2 separate regions of the Danio rerio genome follow, and region 2 is linked to region 1. The links are chromatin contacts, called in public Hi-C maps. All regions are on one chromosome and are shown on one strand. The core of a region is the stretch at or near the end of the contact, and the rest is flanking DNA. Distances in the headings are between cores, read along the strand shown.

Evidence for each region. Hi-C and Micro-C count contacts between places; a contact is called where the count stands out from the background.
Region 2: a Hi-C map of embryo shows a contact between it and region 1, with 3 times the contacts expected there. The contact joins the promoter of pafah1b1a here to the enhancer-like site in region 1. A contact is called at or near these places in 3 of 18 Hi-C or Micro-C datasets (caudal fin, embryo and hematopoietic stem cells) and 3 of 4 datasets of contacts at active chromatin or transcription factors (embryo, gastrula embryo and pancreas).

The regions. Positions count from the first base shown.
Region 1 is chr15:27,645,199-27,648,938 of GRCz12tu, forward strand. slc35f2l (info solute carrier family 35 member F2, like) reads left to right here. Exons shown (of 8, transcript XM_017351066.4): 8 at 1-866. mnta (MAX network transcriptional repressor a) reads right to left here. Exons shown (of 6, transcript XM_009291752.5): 6 at 1,216-3,740. The coding sequence ends at 3,519. Among named protein-coding and RNA genes, the nearest start is that of slc35f2l, 19 kb to the left of the region's middle. Within about 2 kb of position 2,008, at least 50 of the 62 cell types and tissues checked have an H3K27ac peak or open chromatin away from gene starts, as enhancers often do.
Region 2 is chr15:27,800,463-27,804,202 of GRCz12tu, forward strand. pafah1b1a (platelet-activating factor acetylhydrolase 1b, regulatory subunit 1a) reads right to left here and starts at 2,033. Exons shown (of 11, transcript NM_201345.1): 1 at 1,941-2,033.

The DNA.
Region 1 (3,740 bases), core at 758-3,257:
GCATGTTCTCCCCAAGTTGGCGTGGATTTCCTTCGGGTGCTCTGGTTTCCCCCACAGTCCAAAGACATGCGGTACAGATGAATTGGGTAGGTTAAATTGGCCACACAGTATATGTGTGAATGAGTGTGTATGGATGTTTCCCAGTGATGGCTTGTGGCTGGAAGAGCATCCACTGCGTAAAACATTTGCTGGATAAGTTGGCGGTTCACACCAATGTGGCGACCTCAGATTAATAAAGGGACTAATAATAATAAAGCCGAAAAGAAAATGAATGAACAAAAAAGGCAAAAATAAGTAATAATAATCAGACAAACCTTTACAAAATCAATTGTGTCTGCTGTTTTACTCCCAATTCTGTAAAATGACAATGACAAAGCAATAAATAAATGTATCAAGAGTTTTTTTTTATTCAACATTTGTTCTTTTATTTATTTTTGCTCCTCTCATAACATAATTGACAGTTAGGTCTATACGCAGCCCCAAATTTACAGGCTATATACAACTTGAACTTTCTCCATAGGGAAAACACACTATATATACGCATATATATATATATATATATATAATATCAGTGTGGAAAGAGGTCTGAAAAGTTGCCCCAACATATATATTTATATATAACTGTACATGGTCCCAGAAAATTTAAAAAGAACATATTTTTAAAAGGTCAGCACAGAAACAGGAATCATCCATCTACATGCCAAAACAGCCACGACAATTTGTCTAAGAATGTGTACATCCTACAGAGTGTAAATACACAAAACTAACTGACAACCTAAATAAAACGTAAAATAAAAGCTCATTCTCTCTCTCTCTCTCTCTCTCTCACACACACACACACACACACACACACACACACACACACACACACACACACACACACACGTACGTACAAAACACACACAAACAAAGAAAGCAAATCAAATGCAGGGACTCTTGCGCAACACAATGCTAGTGTGATTTGTAAACCTGGTTTGGGACAACAGACTGGATCACAGTGTTAGTTTAAAGTTGTATTCCTTGCTTTTTTAATCTACCTGCAGAAGTGTGTCTGGCTCAATAAAGAAATCTTCCCATCCACGCATAATTCCTCCATTTCTCACACTCACACAGCTGTCCTGAAGCTTAAAGATGTTCATTAAAGAAACATGAGGTCACATCCATCCACATTTCACTTGCACCGTAATATTATTAAAGGGATCGTTCACTCAAAAATTTTAACTCTAGCTTTATTCGTTTCTTCACAAAAGAAGATAGTTTGAAGAATGTTAGAAATCGATAATCATTGACTTCCATAGTATTTGTTGTTCCTACTATGGACATAGCGTTGGGCCAATAAACGATATTATATCAAACCGCAATAACATTCATGTCAATAACAATGATAAGCTCTGGACTTTTTTACTCTATATTGATCTAAGAGCCAATCACACAGCAGAAATGTGTAACAATGGGAATCTAAAAGTGTGTTGATATTAAAGATGTATCGAATTTTTGGCCACCGAAAAGTCAATCGTTACAGGTTTACAACATTTTTCTAAATATCTCCTTTTGTGTGCAATTAAAAAAGAAATTTAAACTGGTTTGGAATGAGTAAATATTAAGTAAATAATGTCCGAATTGTTGGGTGAACTAGCCCTTTAAATCACAAACAGACACATACATAAAGCTTCTGTGATGTATTTGCCACACACACACACACACACACACAATTATGAATGCGTGTCATTTTAACTTATTTGCTACATGAAAACGTTCTGCACATGTAATCTCCGACATTAATCACCAGTGGCGAGATGAAGGCATTGAATGTGATGGAATACATTCAGAGAGACTTCCAGAACAATGTTTGCGCCAGCGAATGATTGTGTTAGCACTCGACGGATGTGAATTCATACTAGCGCACAGCTCAATTGAAGAAGGTGGCCTTGTTAGTGAATAAGTTAAGAGTGCATTTGCAACAAGAGCACAATAGAGGGCGACTGTGCAGCATTGAACAGGACTCCAGATCGACGAGGTTAAAGGCACTGCTGTCAGATTCCCGATGACCCACGTGACTGTCACACAACAGTAGTGTCTATGCCAGCTAGAGCACTACAGATAAGAAATCATGTAAACTCCGCAAAAGAAAGAGAGAAACATCTCACATATGCTCCAGGTGTCAAAAATGAGAGGTCAACTTGTGTGATTGACTACTAAACGAGGAAAAAACCTAAACTAATCTTGTTTTAGGAGGGTTTGTTTGTAACTGTTTCCCTCAGAAGCGTCGTCTTCTGAAAGTATTGTCATTTAGGCTATATTAAAGTGATGGACTACCCAAAAAAATTAAATTTACTCACCATTTATTCTCCCTCGTGTGGTAACGAAACTTTCTTTTTTCTGTTGAACACAAAAGAAAATAATTTTTTAAGTGTTGGAAACCGCTAGCCGTTTATTGTTAACATACTATGGAGGTCAAGCATCTACTGGTTTCCATTTGCTTGTGTTCGACAAAAAAAGGCTTAAAACAAGTAGAGGGAGAGTAAATGAAGACCAAACTTGTATTGTAAATATCATAACTTAAAAAAATCATTCTATAGTTAAAAAATAATAATGATTCGAAACAATCTTTTTTGCTGTGTAATTTTGATGCTACTGTACGTCTTGCATCAACTACAGTGGTAAAACATGACATCATGCTGTCCAGGTAAGTTGATATTAAAATGCTGATTCCCCCTCAAATTTATTCACTCTCATGTTTTTTGCAAACATCTACGACTTTTCTGCAAAATATAAAACGATGTTGTGTTCGAAATCAAACAAACGCTGAAAAACTGTATGCCAAAAGAGCAGTACATCCAAATGAATATAAAAAAGTAGGCGAAAAGTACCCTAATGCAAGTATGCCCAAAAATCATTCATATTAAGCATATTCATACTTAACACAAACATTCATTCAAATTCAAACAAACGACATACTGCGACAACATTCCATGCACAGCTAAACTTTTTTGTTAGGCGCACTGAAAGATAACAGGGTGTAAAAACACATTGGACCCTATTGACTTTTAGTGTATATCAAATAAACTAATCATATTCAAGCTTTGCAGAAGAAAGTTAGTCAGGTTGAAACAACATGAGGCTGAATAAATATATATATTTTTGGTCTACATCAGACACCAGACAGTACACTAAACCTGGTCTAGCAGGAGCATTCACATGAGGTGTGCTGTTAGTGTGAGGTATAATGGGGCTGCCTTTAAAACCAGTAGTCACACATTATAGGCTGGCTGACAGTCAATTTAGGCTGGGATCGGACCACAGTTTCATCAAAACACACTTCTCTAGCGCTCTGAACTGTGCCCACACATACACGTAGAACATATCTTGTCTTATATAATCACTATATAGTATTAGACATTCAATAAACTCTTTGTGTCGCTTTAGATACTTTCTTTTCCATTTGGAATGTACTGTAGCTTTATAGTGTCTGCAGTCTTGAATGGGGCGGAAGTGTCTTTGCGTGATTGGTCAGCGCTTTAGGCCAGCTTTAGCGTGCTGACTGGGAAGGAGGGCATGGTCACCATGGTGACCGGATTCAGGACGGTCTGGCCCACCAGCTGAGGGTGATGAGCGACGACTTGCGCGCCCACCGGCGTCTGTTTGGCCATGATGGCGGCTTGCGCGGAGGGTGCAGCCGTGCCGTTGATCTGGGCATGAGAGAGTGTGTGCGCGATGTGGCTCATGACCGCCGGCTGCGT
Region 2 (3,740 bases), core at 783-3,282, 160 kb after region 1:
GGGGCAACGGTTCATCTTCCAGCAGGACAATGACCCAAAGCACAGCGCCAAAATATCAATGGAGTGGCTTCACAACAACTCGGTGAATGTTCTTGAGTGGCCCAGCCAGACCCCAGTCCTAAATCCTATTGAACATGTCTGGAGAGATCTGAAAATGGCTGTACACCGTCACTTCCCATCCCACCTGATAGAGCTTGAGAGGTACTGCAAAGAGGAATGGGCAAACACTCCCAAGGCCAGTTGTGCCAAGCTTGTGGCATCATATTCAAAAAGACTTGAGGCTGTAATTGCTGCCAAAGGTGCATTAACAAAGTATTGAAAGGCTGGGAATACTTATGTACATGTGATTTTTCAGGTTTATTATTTTTATTTATTTTTAAATAAACTTACCTTGCTTTTATTATTTTTAATAAATTTGCAACAATTAAAAAAAAGATTGGGGTATTGTGTGTAGAATTTTTAGGAAACAAATTAATTTAATCCATTTAGAAATAAAGATGTGACATGACAAAAAGTGTGGAAAAAGTGAAGCGCTATGAATTCTTTCCAGATGCACTATAAAGAAAATAACACAAAATGTGCAATATAAACATTGTAAATTTTGAAATATATCTAACACAATCAATTACAGAAAAACTATTAAATAACAATATTTTGATTCATGAAATACTCATTAAATAAATGCCGCCTTTGTGAGAAAACGATTACGCACGCATGACATTGTTAAGTGAACTTAATTCAAACTTTAACAAGCAATCCGTAACCATCCAAGACAGCTGTCAAACTACTTAAGGGAGTGTACAGCAAACCTGGCACAATATCATAAACCATAACGATTACAGTACATCCAAAAGCACACGTTACCACATTTATTCAAAGCATTCACACCTTGATAAGCAACATGTACACACTTGCCTCTTCAGCATGTTTACATTTGCATGCAAGATATTGTTAGTTATGCAGCGAGCAAGCAGTAGTTAAATTAGCACATTTATTGCTGCCTTAAGCAATGACGTGGAAATTTGGCCAAAAAAATACTGCAGGAGTGATAATCGCAGCACAACATGACAGATCACCTCAGTGTCCCACTGCACATAGAAATATCGGGTCTGCATGAAGAGAGGGGGGAATCAGCTGACCTACATTTGAGACCAGCTCAACATAGGTACAAGTCCGACTAGTCCAAATGTTCTCTAATGATGCCATATTTTATATACAAACGAGCTTAACAATTGTCAAACACGCCGTTTTACCCCATAACCTTGAGGTAAACGGAAAAAAGGGATTTCCAGTTGAAGTGTCTCGTCATGTTTTGAGAGACTAACCGAGATGTACGACAATTTTGAAGCTCGTTTGAATACTGAACACGTCATGTTTTAAAAGGTTAATGGTTATCCATCATATCTAACCGCAAACATGCTGTCTAGATAGGAAGTTCGCTAGGTTTTGAAACACAGCCCTCGTCACCTCCTTTATTTTCAACCGGTACGTAGCAAACGTTGTTAACGAATTGAATTTCCTGTATGTACACACACATGATAAAATATGGCAAGGTCAACTTTAAATGTAACAAACAGAGGTATTAAAACAGATGTATGTGTTGACACGGGCGTTAGCCAACTGTTGCTAGCTAACATGACATTGATGAAACGACGTGTTGATCCGCAGAACACATCTCTAATAAGCCGCTAAAACTTCAAACTTGCGCTAAATTAATTTGTATTTGTGAAGTGTAATGCGAAATGTACACTCACGAAGCTGTCGCTATATTTAGGAGTAGTGAAGAAAAACAGAAGCTGAAGTATTCCTCCAACGGCCGCGTCCGCCATTTTGAGACACCGAGGAAAAGGAGGCGCAAAAATTACAGCCACAACAGCTCTTCAGCCGGCGATTGTGATCAAACCTAATTGCGAATAGAGACATAAATGGCCCGTTCTTACCATACAGAGTCAGCGCTGAAAGTTATTCCTCAGAAGAAGCTGATAATGGACGACAAAAGTGTTATTTTCGTGTTGAAAAGGGGGGCTGAAGTCTCGGGGTCTGCCTCCTTGCAGCGCCGCATTCGCCTCTACACGGCACGGGGGCGCGCATCGGCTGACTTCTGCAGGCGGGAGCGCGCACGCCCTTCAATCTCACACCCTCCTTTCAAATACAGTGGGCGTTACTTTAATAAATATTCACGCAGTATCGCAGATAACTACAAAAATGGAGCGTGAAACATTATTTCTCACATGACCCACATCAGTGATTTTAATCTGGGTTCAATTCAGAGCGCGTGGCCTTTATTTGTGAGTTCGAGTCCCAGCTGGCGTGAAAACAGCACCTGTGTCATATGTCAGGTGCATAAACCAGCTATATTACGATGATTCATGCTTCAAATGTAACTTTCAGTCAGCTAAAGCTAAATATTTACGTGTCTATAACTGTAACAGCCTTCAATAGTTCATGTGTAGTGTAAATAGAATCCTTAATTCATTTAAACAATGTAGATAATATTGAAAACAAAGAGAATGTTGTGTTTAGAGACAACGTGGATGAAGATATAATCGCATGTTGTTTTCTAGTTTCTTTATTCATTTTAATACAAAAAGATACTCAACCAAAAAAATAATTAGATTGTTATTTAAAAGAATTGACATTGAATTCCACTCACTAAAGAAACCAAAAGACACGCAAAAGGGCATGATGAAACATATTTCAGGTCAAAAACAGGAAAAACAAATCAGCAACAAAAAAAGATAAAGGAAATCCACAGAAACTGTTTTTGTAAATGAACAACGAAAATACAAGGTCTTTTTTAGACACCAAATGCTCTAAATGAAATAAAATCATATTTTTTTGATGACATTCTAGTTTAGAATGGGTCCATGCAGGGTTTTTTCAGCCAAATGTTTAACCAAATGTGTTGCAGACTGAGGATGGTGGTGTATTAATTGTAATATATATTTAAAAGAATTACTGTTCCACAGCAAATCATTTGCTGAAATAACATTTAAACAAGCCAATTACAAAAAAATCATGTTCTTTGTATTATATGCAGGCTTTCACACAGAAAAAGAAACACTAACATTTGTGATTAAACTGTGTTTGAAGTATATTATGCAAATTATAACCAGGAAGACATTTGAGATGTTTCAGTTTAAAGATTTAAACTCAAAAAGCATAGATGAATAAAAAAAATACTATTTTGTATCTGCATCTTGTCAATAATGCCCAACATTCCTTTAAAAATAAAAAAAAGTCCTAAACATCTACACCACATCGAATTGGTTCATCATGTAAGCAGTTATTAATTAAAATCTTGCTGCTTTGCTAAATAACAGGAACACATCACTATTTGGTGAATCGTATTATTATGAAAATGACCTTTACGGTTAAATTGGAAACACTGCTTGAATCCACTGGATTGTTCACTATGAAAGATGTAACTATGGAAGCTTGAATATATTCGACTGAGGTCATAGTTAGCATTGTTGACTGCAGAGATTGGCTACTTGTTATTTTTAAACACTACAGCTCAGAGAAAAAACAACAACCTGAGGCTAAGTGTCTGGTGCAAGGACACTCTAAAGACAGGATCTTCTTATTAACCTTTCAGTTCAAAGGTCATGCTTGTTTGACACTGAACTTGCAATGCATCTGTTACCAACTCAGAGCTTTAACCCACCACCATCATCATCATATGAGGATTCCTAATAATCGATTATTAGCAAATCTATTGAACCCAAGTTTAAATTCTA